Linked DNA regions of Sus scrofa: region 2 is linked to region 1. A link is a contact called in public HiChIP or PLAC-seq data. All regions are on one chromosome and are shown on one strand. Each heading gives the region's core, a stretch centred on a gene start, on an enhancer-like site or on the middle of the called end of the contact. The rest is flanking DNA. Distances are from core to core; before and after follow the strand shown. Region 1 overlaps WWP1 (NEDD4-like E3 ubiquitin-protein ligase WWP1). Region 2 has its middle 190 kb from the start of MIR9858.

Evidence for each region. HiChIP or PLAC-seq counts read pairs in DNA pulled down with a chosen protein or histone mark.
Region 2: a contact with region 1 is called in an H3K27ac HiChIP or PLAC-seq map of skeletal muscle. The contact joins two enhancer-like sites. A contact is called at or near these places in 1 of 47 Hi-C or Micro-C datasets (embryonic fibroblasts) and 1 of 2 datasets of contacts at active chromatin or transcription factors (skeletal muscle).

The regions. Positions count from the first base shown.
Region 1 is chr4:50,494,780-50,501,432 of Sscrofa11.1, forward strand. The region is part of intron 1 of WWP1 (NEDD4-like E3 ubiquitin-protein ligase WWP1); the gene reads right to left. Among named protein-coding and RNA genes, the nearest start is that of WWP1, 11 kb to the right of the region's middle. Within about 2 kb of position 2,887, at least 3 of the 83 cell types and tissues checked have an H3K27ac peak or open chromatin away from gene starts, as enhancers often do. A contact at or near this core is called in skeletal muscle, where this site is marked.
Region 2 is chr4:51,013,992-51,020,644 of Sscrofa11.1, forward strand. No RefSeq gene overlaps it. Among named protein-coding and RNA genes, the nearest start is that of MIR9858, 190 kb to the right of the region's middle. Within about 2 kb of position 3,135, at least 3 of the 83 cell types and tissues checked have an H3K27ac peak or open chromatin away from gene starts, as enhancers often do. A contact at or near this core is called in skeletal muscle, where this site is marked.

The DNA of each region.
Region 1 (6,653 bases), core at 1,637-4,136:
CTCAGCCCTTACTATACACACAAAAAATGTGTTAAATGAAGATTAACAATTAATACATTTAACCTATAGACTAGTTAGAATGTTTAGATTTTAAAAAAGAGTACTTTGGAGTTCCCGTCGTGGCACAGAGGAAACAAATCCGACTAGGAACCATGAGGTTGCAGGTTCAATCCTTGGCCTTGTTCAGTGGGTTAAGGATCCAGCATTGCCACGAGCTGTGGTGTAGGTTGCAGACGCGGCTCAGATCCAGCCTTGCTGTGACTGTGGTGTAGGCCAGCAGCTGTAGCTCTGGTTAGACCCCCCTAGTCTGGGAACCTCCATATGCTGCAGGTGCACCCCTAAAAAGACAAAAAGACAAATAAAATAAAATAAATAAAAATAGAGTACTTAAATAGCACAGAACTGAAAATTTAAAATATTATATAGAAAATCCTACACAGGTGGGGATGATAAACCACTACCCTTTCCTATCTTCGCTCTGATAATTCTGAGCATCAGGTACAAGTCCACCTTTCAATGTGATTTTTTTCTCCACAGCCCACAATAATGGCTCAATACAAAAATGTCCAAAACAAAGGTAAAGGATATGTTACTCAAAATATTAATTTGTCTTATTAAATACTCAAATGTCCAAAAGTATATGAACAACAGAAAAAAAACACATTAAACTTGGACACTTTCGGTCCCTAACTAAATATTCAAAATCATTTAGAAGTCATAAGCTAATTCCCAAACTATACATTAATCAGATTCTAAAAGTCTGAAGGAAAGATGACAGCTTAGAAGACAGTATAAATTTTCCCATCAGAAATGTTATAAATGGTGGTATAACACCAAGACCAAGCCACAAAATCCTACCAGACCCATAAGAGTCAAACCACTTGTAGTGTCCACAGAAATGTTTCAGAACTTCCACAAATACGTATTTGTGTGCATATGCAAAACTGAAAGCAAAATTCGAAAATAAATGGCTGACACTGAGAAAAAGTACCAAAAGCACTTTGCATGGTGCCTGACAACACACTGGAAACACTCAATAAGCTATAGCTGTCTTTTCTTTTCCCAGAAACTCTGATATCAAACTCTTGTGTTCTTCAAAATAGCTTTATTTTTCTCACTACATTCTAAACTTGTAAATTCCACCAGTACAGGACAAATCCTGGCCAATGACTACTGTATCCAATACACCCTCCTAAAAGCCTATCACAGGGGAATGTTTAATACTATTAAGATTATTACATATGAATAATTATTATCAATGATTTGAATCTCAAAAACAACTGAGTAAACACAGGCTTAAAACCAAATAGGCTAATTTAGTTTTTCAGTGCTCTTTTAAATGAAATTTAAAATTTACTTTTGGAGCTCCCGCTGTGGCACAGTGGATTAAGGATTCAGCATTGTCTCTGTGGAGGCAAGGGTTCAAGCCCCAGCCCAGGAATATCCATATGCCCTGGGTGCAGAAGGAAGGAAGGAAGGAAGGAAGGAAGGAAGGAAAGAAGGAAGGAAGAAGGAAAGAAGGAAAGAAAGAAAGAAAGAAAGAAAGAAAGAAAGAAAAGAAATTTTGATGAAATTATCATCAAGATGAAAAAAGTATACAACTTCACATAAGAAATACTCCTCTAATAAGAGTCACCAGCTTAGAAAACACTGCTCTAGGTAACAGTCTCACTCACTAAATGGCTGAGTAAGACAGGGCATCTACATTTCTCTGGGCCTTGGTAATCATATTAATAAAAAAATGGAGGACAGAACATATAGAGATTTTCTAGCTTAAAAATGCCTGACCTAAAATACTGCACAGTTCATGAAAACATGAAAGAGAAGCAACCATCCAGTCTTTGCACCAACTTAACTTGCAACTATTTTCATTTTTATACCATTATTTTCCTCCAGTACAGATTTATTTTACAAAGTTACAATCCTAACGTACAAATCATTTTATTTTCTACTCCTCATTCCCCATTTACAGTAAGAACTGCCAAACACAAACCTGATTGAGCTATCAGAGAACAACTTAATTTATGCTTGTAGTTTCAAAAACATAACTTTGGCAACAATTTTCTACAAGGCCACAAGATGGTGATGTTGCTCCATAAAATGCACCTTTTAAAAATATAATCAAATACCTTATACCAATTTTGCAAAAAATGAAATAGTTTCCCTCCACTAAGGAATATCGAAAATGTTTGTACTCCATTTGCTAGGAAACATTAATGAGAAAGAAAATATTTCAACAAATTTAGCAGCAACTATTCTAATTTTCAAGCTTAACAATTATAGCCCTTAAAAACAAATCAAAAACACAGGCCTCTGGCACAATTAGTGTGTCTTTTAATCACACTAATCTTTCCTTCTCTCCCTTCTCCATCCCCTTCTCTCCTCAGGTTATAATAATTTAAAAAAAAAAGAAATACATTTTTACTCATGCATTGACTAATTTTATTCTTCATTTAGGAAAATAATTCCTATTTCTCTGTTTTAAAAGAATTTTGATACTAAAATTTATTTCTATCAACAAAAGTAAACTACACCAAAATGAGAATGAAACCATTTATAATTTGCTATAACTTCTCAATTTTTTATAATACACAATATTATATTTATAGTGGCAAATTATCTAAATTTTTCAAGTAGAAAATGTTTGCATTTGGTAATTCCCCCCAAGCCTTAGTATCAGTGGAACACAGGTTTCCTAGTCTTGTGCTGAATAATGTCAATTAAGGAAAAGAATTCAAATAACAGCATCTCAAAACCTGAGCACCAAACTTATAGAATCCACTGAAGTTAAAATGAAAAAAGAACTGTGTTAATACTCCCTGGGCAGAAGGATAAGATGACACAGCATAACTATCTGGGACTGGCGACATTTAGATGGGGAGCCTAAGTGACGCAGAAACTCGGTCAATCTTAAACCTGGAATCTGAGTCAGGTCTCTGACTCCAAAAATAGTAAGAATCACAGTGACCATATATTTATTAGGCTCCTATTATTTGTCAGTCATGTTGCAAAAAAATAAAATAAAAAACTATCTCTAATGTTATCAATCACCCTTCAGAGTCCTTATTATTTCTAACAGGTAAGTAAAATGAGGTTTCAGGAATTTAAGTAAATTGCCCAGGGTCACAAAACTAGTGAAAGTAAGGATTTTGAACCCAAGTCTGGCCTCAAAGCCTACACTCTTTTCACTACAAAAACAGAAAATAGAAATGTTGAGCTAAATCCAAGCCTTAAAATAAGTAGCATGATGCATCAATCTGATGTTCCTATTCTCTTATTATCACTTAAGCAACTTCACGGTGAGGTGGTTTTGTGAGGCTTTTAAGCTAGTCATTGCAAATGCTTTTCCTGAAGGTTGAAAAAGAACGAATAATCTGAAACAGTGTGTGTAAAAACATAAGCACATTAACAATGAGGAGGTAAGCTGTTGGGACTGTGTTTAATAAATCATTTCCATGTATTCTGGGAAAAACATCCGGGGCAACATAACAGTCTTATTTTGCAAAGATCAAATTTCATGTCTAACTATGTCATGTAACATCTCACATTTCAAAATGACACAAATATTTTCATAAATAATCTGTCATTTGTCTCACAGTGTAGTATTTTAATAAAATAATACTTGCTTATCGGACTTTTACCTTCAAACTAAAAAAATCTTAAAGGTTTGGTATTTTTCAAATACATGGTATTTGCTGTTTCTCATGAAGCAGCAGAAAGCAGAGTCATGAAAGCTTACAGCTAAAGCTGAGAGGTGATCAAAAGGCTCACTCAGGGACACAAAGCTTCTTAATGTCAGGCCAAACCCAGGCCTGCTGCCCAGGGCAGTACTCTCCTGCCCTGCATTGGTCACTAGGATATCACACCCCAGACAGATGTTCACCCCAGAATATACCTTTATTTCCAAATATATAAAGGATTCTAATTTTCCAGTATTTAAGTAGTCATGGAGATTTGCTAACTCTTCAGTTCCAAAGTGTCATTTTCTAGTGTGAGAAGAGCATGCTGGGTGATGTAATAGAACAGCTTTCAGAGTTGGAGACCAAGGTTCAAACTTCAATTTTACTATTTGGGTATATTTAACCTAAGTCTCAGTTTTCTTATCTGTAAAATGAAGACACCAACATAGTTTTGTGAAGGGGAAAAGAAATGTTAAAATCAATTCTAGGAAATGAGAATTGTTTCTAGAGTAGAATATAGAAGGTGACCAATCTCCTAACAACACCTTCCCATCACCACCACCACTCCAGTCACACTCTCAATTACTCTGAGGCAGAGAAACTCCAATATTTTTCTACCATACTCCACAACAGTACAGAGAACAGTAGGTTAAGAAAGGCACTTCCATTACATGGCCATGCTGCAAAATCATACAAAGCGAACTCCCCACATCTGCAGTAAGAATCAGATCAAAATTACACTTAAGCACACTCAAGAGGAGTAGAGTACTACTAAATTCTTTGTTGTAAATACACAATTTTAAAATATTTTAAAGCTATTCAAGTAACAGAACACAATGTTAATTTACTATTTATAAATACTCTTCCCAAGAATTTTAAAGCAGCCTGCTAAGTATGAACTTTTAGATATCCCCATTCTTAGAGGAAAATATTAGAATCCAAAATACAGAGGAGTTCACCTGTGCTGCAGCAGGTTAAGGATCTGTTGTCACTGCTGTGGGTCAGGTCACTGCTGTGGCACAGGTTCAGTCCCTGGATAGGAAATTTCCACATGCCATGGGCACGGCCAAAAAAAAAAAAAAAATCAAAACAGAACAAAATACACAGAAACTTTCCAAAATGAGATAAACAGCTAAAATTTACTCCTAGAATAACGTAATTCTTTTTAAGTTTAAAATACAGGGACACAATCCACAAATCCAAAACCCCCAAAGCTATAAAAACTTAAAAGTTTCTTCATAATTCATTTAGTGGCAAAAACTGAACTCATTTCGCAGCAAAATCTGACCAGATGTGTGGCTATTTTTTGTCCTCATTTACCCGTAATCAAATATTGGCCAAGGAAAGTACAGGGTGCCATCCCATTGGGGTTTTATATAACAGAGTATTGAGTGTATTACCTTCCTAAAATTAAAAGAAAAATATTAACTCCGAAACACATCTGACACCAAAAACAAGGTATTATAGATGCATTCTACTGAATATTTACTGAATACTAAGTGTCAGATTTAAGCCAAGTAATAAATCTATGAATAGGTACTATCACCATTTTACATATGAACACCTAGTTTACATATGATAAAACTAAGGCTTAATCGAAGGTCACCTTGACCAAGATCACTCAGCCAGTAATTAAGTGCCAGAACTCAGTCTAGGTTTGTCTTACTTCAAGGTCTAAGCTCTTAAACAGCCAATGCTTCACAGGAAAATTAAATCACAAAGAAGTTTCAAACAAATGATGATTACCAAAACATTCAACATGGAACAATGATTCCTGAGTGTGATGTATACTTTCCATTCCCAGTATTCACATCTAAACATCGACAAGGTATTTCATAGCTCAAAGGACAAGGAGATGAGTTTATTGTTGCTTTTCTCCCCAAAGAACTGGCCGTAGTCATTGAAGACAAAAAAACCCAGTAGGCTCCTCAACAAATGTGAACTAATCCTTTCCAATTAAATTTAGGAAGAATCGTGGGTTTAGAATGAATTTTTTTTACCACAAAATGTACTAACATGATAAAAATAAGGTTGATATAAACATAGGTTAAGTTTTTTCCAGGAACCGCCCCAACTTACAGATCTGCTGTTCCAATGACAAGATATGGGACTGAGGAGGGTTAAAATGACACAGATGCAGGATGTCACCACCCACCACTGCCCAAAGGAAAAATTAAAGAAAATAACCTTTGAGGTTTTTTTTTTTTTTTTTTGATTGATTGATTGACTTAAAATTTAAACCCTCATGACTTTCTTCTGAAATCAATATGCTTAGAGTAAGCAATGGCCTTTCCCACAAAAGACAGATTATGGCTGCCATCCAACCTATCTTCTACCCAAAAGAACAAATTCCAAATTAAGACACACTTCAGTCAAAATCACAATTTCAGTGTAGCTTATTTTAATTAACTGAAAAGCAGTAAGATTAACAGATAAATAACCACAATATCTAACTATTTCAGTAGGAATTTTTTATCCTTTTTTTTTTTTTAGGACCACATCCCAGCATATGGAGGTTCCCAGGCTAGGGGTCGAATCTGAACTGCAACCGCTGGCCTATGCCACAGCCACAGCAACGCCAAATCAGAGCAGCATCTGCGACCTACCTACACCACAGCTCAAGGCACTGCCAGATCCTTAACCCATTGAGTGAGGCCAGGAATCAAACCTGCATCCTCGATGGATGCTAGATTTGTTTCTGCTGAACCACAACAGGAACTCCTCAGTAGGCATTTTTTAAAAAGAAATACAGGAGTTCCTGTTGTGGCACAGCAGAAACGGATCCGACTAGGAACCATGAGGTTGCGGGTTCAATCCCTGGCCTTGTTCAGTGGTTTAAGGATCCAGTGTTGCCTTCAGCTGTGATGTAGGCTGCAGACGCAGCTCAGTTCTGGCATGGCTGTGGCTGTGGCATAGCCCAGCAGCAACTGCTCGGATTCAACCCCTGGCCTGGGAACCTCCATATGCTGTGGG
Region 2 (6,653 bases), core at 1,885-4,384, 520 kb after region 1:
CTGCATCCCCTCCCTTCTCTGATCAGCAACTGTTTGAACCTACTCTTTGGAATTCAGGGAAGGTCATGGAGGCTGAAGTTTATTCCCCCCAAACAAGAAATGGGGAACACAGAAAGGCTTGTGTGTCCAGGAGCCCACAGGGCCCTGCCATGCTTGGTTTTAGTTTCAGGTGTACAGCATAGAGATTCAGTATTTGTGGATTATATTCCATTATAGGTTATTAATGATTAAAGATAATGGCTATAATGTCCTGTGTATTCATATATTCTTGTTATTCATCTATTTCATCCATAGTAGTTTGTATCTTTTAATCCTGTACCCCTAATTTGTTCCTCCCCAACTTTCTTCCCCCCTTTGGTAACCACAAGTTTGTTTATATCTGTGAGTCTGTTAAAGTTCTGCATAAACATTTATTTCTATTATTTTTTTGGTTTCCACATATAACTGATACCATACAGTATTTATCTTTGTCTGATTTATTTCAAAGCATAATATTCTTGAGGACTATATATTTTTAAATATTCCATTTTATCTATATATACCATATCTTCTTAATAGGGAATATATTTTTGACTCTCAACTGCTTTTAGAGGAACTTGGTGGGAGGGTTTGAGAAATGCCAACTAGGAGATATTTCTATAATTCATTACCATATGGGAACACCAATGTCGTCTGTCTAATTGCAGTGCCTCCATTTCCCCACAGAAGTCTGAGATGTGGCTAGTGTTGTACCTGTTGCATTGTTTTGAGACTCACAGCTTTGGAGACTTACAATCCCTCTTTGCAGTTTCCCAGAGGAATCGACTTATTTCACCATGGTGTCCTGAAGTTTCCTGATGTTGTTCTGCTGAAGTTGCTGCTATTATTAGGTCTTTCCTGGCTAATTGCACATCTGAATATTATACAGTCAATCCTCATCATTCACAGAATCCAGATGTGTGATTTCACCTACTCACTAAAATGTATTTGTAACCCCCAAATCAATACCGATGACATTTTCACAGTTGTAGCAGACATGTGCAGAGAAGTGAAACACTGAGGTGCTTGATTCACAAGTTCCCAGCTGAGGTCAAACAAGGGGGGAACTGCCTTCTTATTTCATCTCTCAAATTATAAGCATGTATCTTTTTTATTGCAGTGTACTTAGTGTCACATTTCTGACATTTTTGTGCTTTCTGGGTTATTTTGCTGTCTATGATGGCCTCCAAGCATAGTACTGTCTATCCGAAATGTCCCTGAGTGCAAGAGGGCTATGATGTGCCTCAGGGAAAAAGGACATGTGTTGGATTAGCTTCACTCAGCCATGATTTAGAGTGCTTCTGGCCATGAATTGAATGCTAATGAATCAATAATATGTATTAATGAAGTGCTTTTAAACAGAAAAACACATGAAACAAGGTTATGGATTGATTGGTTGGCAAAAATGCTGTGACCAGAGGCTCACATGGACCTAGTTCTGTATTTCCTCCATGATCAATTGTTTAGTATTTGCTGAACCATGATCACCTTGTTCAGTGACTTTATAGACCACAAAGAACAAGAATCCACTGCAGTGCCACCAGCTGGGCCCTGATAACTTTGTGCCCAGTGTCAGCCACTCTCAAGGGTGTCCTGTCATTTCACCACCAGCTTCTCTAAGGCAGTTGCTAGAGGTCTTGCTACTCAGAATGTGAATCAGCAGCACCCACACCACCTAGGAGGTTGGGAGCCATGCAGAATCCTAGGCTCCAAGTCAGATGCCGTAAATCAGCATCTGTACTTAAAACAAGATTCCCAGCAGATTCACATACACATTGACATTTGAGAAGCACAGCTGTAAGTCACCTCCATCATGTCCACAATTAGCTCACTAGCCACTTTTGTTGTTGTTCTGGTCACACTAGAGGTATCTTTAGTGCTCACAGGTCAAACACACCTCATAGTCAATTACATATTTCTAGTCTGGTGCCATCCGTCTGCTCATTGACTCACCAATTTATTAACTTAATCAATAAGCCTTTTCTGAGTACCCACTTCACTTATTTACTTATTTATTTATTTTTCTATGGCCGCACCTGTGGCATATGGATGTTCCTGGGCTAGAGGTCCAACTGGAGCTGCAGCTGGGGTCTACACCACAGCTAGGGTGACACTGGACCCGAGTTGTATCTGCAATGCACACCATAGCTTGAGACAACATTGGATCCATAACCCATGAAGTTAGGCCAGGGATCGAACCTCAGGGAGAAATGGGGGGTCCTTAACCCCCTGAGCCACAACAGGAAATCCTGAGCACCTACTTCATAGCAGATATAGTGGTGATATTGAGATTACAGAGAAAAAAATCCTCAAAGGACCCCTGTTCTGTAAGGGATAAAGTCTGCAAGCCATAAACTACTGAGGAGATGGCAGGGACAAATTCACAAAAGAGGCACAAAGGTAGCACAGAGAGTAACACTAGATGGATGTGGTCTGTGACTAATTCCTGGAAGAATTATTGTAAACACAAAACACCTTTAATCTCTGTCGATATAACTTAACAAAGAAGATGTTTTAAAACATTCATTAATCCTTTCAACTCTAGCATGTAACATTCTCTGTGCATACACACCATGACTAGATTATAACAGTTTTTCCCATGCAGAAACAAAAAATAACAGTAACGTCAAAAGAAGTATATCTTTCCTGGAAGGGTCTTTGATCCAGCATAATAATTCAGTTTCCCTTTCCTTTCTTTATAGATTCTGATGACTCTGCATGATGTAAAAATTTTGATCATTTTTTCTGATCTGCTTTTACCTAATGTGACCTTCTTCAGGTCAGAACTCAACAAAGGAAGTTAACTTTTTTCCTAGAAGTCTTTGAAGATTCACAAGTTTCTTTCCCCTCTTAAATTATATAATAGAATTGCAAAAGAAAAATGGAAAAAATATTGAATCAAATGAGCTATTGATTTGCCTCCCTCAACAGTCACTTAGACCTTTGAGAAAAGCCTTTTCCTTTGAGTACAAGCAAGCTTCCATTTAGCTCACTATCATTTTTCACTGCTTGTCACAAAAATGCCTCAAAGGGAGTCTGTATTAGCCTCTCCAGTTTATAAATGAGAAACCCGAGGCACTGGAAGGTAACATGATTCTACGTTCTGAGTCAGCAGAGTCCTGGAAAACCAGGAGGAAATATGAGCTGCAGACAATTTGGTCTAAGACTGTTCTTAAGTCAGTGAGTGACCTTATGAAGAGGTAAATTTGCAATTAGAAGCTATAATTATCTCTCTAAGTGGGAGCTCTGTTCTATCCTATTCATTTTGGGATAATGAAAACATTCTTATAATTTCAAGAAATGAGTAAAGGAAGGCTGAGTGGAAATGTGGAAGGTTTTTGCATCGTGCCTGGGTTCTGAAGCCGTGCAAATGTCCCGCATGGTATATGGTGACATGGATACTTGTGACAGCTGGACCATGAGATAGGGATGAATGCTATGGCATGAATTAGGAATAACTTATACATTTATCAATGTACTCCTGGGTAAAAGGAGTTGGAGTCATAGAGGAAGATATAAATAAAGACAAGACTCCTCAAATTCACTTCTGTAGTTGTAGGAAGCTAGCATATTATCAGGTGATGGCTTTTGAAATATGACTAAGAATAATGGCCCAATGGAAGTTCCAGAAGAGAGTTTGAGAAGCTGAGGCATCTGGAAGACTGGTGTGCAGGGCTACAGCCTTAGGGCTGCCTCTAACTCACTCTGGACAAGACTTCCAGGGCAAGTCCTTTCTTGTGTGTTTCTTCATCTGCAATGACAAAAGGGAACTGGACTAGGTGGTTTCCAATATCCAAACAGCTCTGGTGCACTCTGATCCTGTATTTGCATGACCTGCTCCCCCTGGGGTCCCAAGAGAAACCCACCACAGCCACCACCTCTGGGCAAACGTATCAAGGGGAAGCCGATGGCACCCTGCAAACTCAGTCCTCTTGTTCCTTTCCCTTCCCAAATAGTAGTGACCTCTGGGGAGATGGGATTAAGATGGCAGAATAGAAGGACTGGAGCTCAACTTCTCTCCTAAAGACAGCAAAATTCACAACTAAAGGCTGAGCAGTCTTCACCCAAATGGACTGGAAACCTTAAAAAAGATATCCTACTCCAGAAGAAAAAGAGGAGGCCACATCAAGAGGAAGGAGGGGTGATTTCATGATATAAACAACCCATACCTCCAGGGTGGGAAGCCCCACAGACTGAAAACTAACTGGTTCACAGAGACTCACCTACAGGAGTGAGAGTTCTGAGCCCCATATCAAACTCCCATGTGGGGGGATCTGGTACTGAGAGAAAGAGCCGCTGGAGCATCTGGCATTGAAGGCCAGTGGGGCTTGTGTGCAGGAGCTCCACAGGACTGGGGGAAATGGAGACCCCATTCTTAAAAGGTGCATATGGACTTTCACATGCACTGAGTCCCAGAGCAAAGCAAAGTCTCCATGGGAATCTGGGTCAAACCTGACTGCAGTTCTTGGAGGACCTCCTGGGAAAACAGGGGTGAATGTGGCTTGTTGTGAGGAAGGGACATTGAAGGCAAAGCTCTCGGGAATATTCAGCAGCAGTGCTTTTCTCTGGAGGTGGCCATTTTGGGAAATCTGGCCCCATAAGGTCAGTCAGCACTGAGAAGCCCCAGGGCAAACAACAATCCAGGTGGGATCACAGCCCCGCCCCTCAGTAAACAGGCTATCTAAAGACCACTCAGGCACACAGCTGCCTCTAATCCCATCCAGAGACTAAGCCCCACCCACCAGAGGGATTAGAATCAGCCACCTACCAGTGGGCAGGCATCAGCTCCTCCCCTCAGGAAACCTACAGCAAGCCCCCATTCCAACTTCAGCCACAAGGGGGGCAAACACCAGAAGTAAGAGAGACTACAATTCTATCTGTAAAAAGGTCACCACACCAAAACCCTATAAAAATGAAAAGACAAGAAACTATAACTCAGATAAGGGAGAAAGGAAAAACCCCACAAAATCAGCTAAGTGATGAGGAGATTCTCAGCCTCCAGGAAAAAGACTTTAGATTGTGGATGCTAAAGATGATGCAAGACATTGGAAATAAACTGGAGGCAAAGATGGATAACTTATAGGAAACACTGATCAGATAGTAGTGACCTCTGCTTCCCAGAGGTGTTATATCCTAAATGGAAAACTGTTCTGAGATTCCTTCCAGCATATAAATAATTTGAAATCTGGTAGAGTGGAGTTGAAATCCTATTTTCCCCAGTCACTGACTGTGGCTGGGGGTCATTCTGTGTTTACTAGCCATGTGATCTGGGTTCTTGCTGGGCCTCGGTTTCTTCATCCATAAAATGGGTACCCTAAAATCACTTTCATGGTTTTCTCATAGGAATTAAACAAATAAGATAATGCTAAGCTACTCTGCCTGAGAGAACACTGGTCACATGATAGATTTCAAAGATGCTAATGCTTTTCCCACTTTTTCCATATTCTGCAATTTATTAATACTTAAAGATAACAGGATAGTGCTCTCAAAATCAAATTTTAGATAACGTTTGGTGATGAAGGACAAATTCAGCTTCTCATCCTTGAAACCCCAATATGTCGGCGGGTATACATTTGCTTACAAAGCAGGCCCATACCTTATATACACCACCAAGTCTCTAATAGACAGGAGATTTGGGGCCTGCTCCAGCCACCGCTGAAAAGGGAGTAAGAGCAGAGAGCAGCATGCAGGCACTCTGCCCATCTCATACTTTGTATTTATGCCATATCTGTGGGGCAGAAGAGCGAAAACAGAACATAGAGATCCTTCCAATGTGGGCAATAAGGCTACCATAATAATGCTGACATAATGCCTGGATGAGCTGAAAGAAGCTGGCACTGCCAAATTGCCCAGAGAAATGAGAGGAAATAGGCAGGATCATGGCTCAGGAGAAAGGATTAAGGTGTTGGTCATGCAAACCTCAATATGTGCAAAATCTTCAATATACAATAATCTTCTTTTTTGGATGTTTAAGCCATTTGCAGCAAAGAAGAGGTAAGAAATGTACCCTCTGCCCTCAGACTTTTGATAAACAACATTAATATAAAATTCCTAACTACCCTTTAAATCTGATGATGGCACAAAGAATGCTTAAGACAAGCTGTCTATCTGCGCATCTTGCTGGAAGAACTTTGGACTCTGTTGGAAGAACCTCCCCTAGAATACAAAGCCCTGATGTCATATGGTCCTGTTCCAATCTCCTAGTTTGATTTCCAACCCCACCTTTACCCTTACCCCCCCAACAAACACATTTCTTTTATTCTTAGCTTAATTTCTAAGAAATCAATTATAGTAAGAGCATAGCAAGGAAATCTTATAATGTTCTATATAGCACTTAAGTCTAAGCCTTCATTTTTAGAAAAGAAATTTACAACCTAGAATGACTGAACTGCTGGAAGCCCCACGCTGAAGCCTGCACTGCAAAGAGAAACCAAGTTACACATCAGAGAATGAAGGATGATTCAAAATGTGTCACCAGTTTATTCTGTGCTGGGTGCAAAGCTGGTATTGAAAGAGGAAAATTAAGGAGAGTTCCCACTATGGAACAGTGGGTTAAGGATCTGGTGTTGCTGCAGCTGTGGCATAGGTTGCAGCTGCAGCTCCAATTCAGTCCCTTGTCCTGGAACTTTCGTATG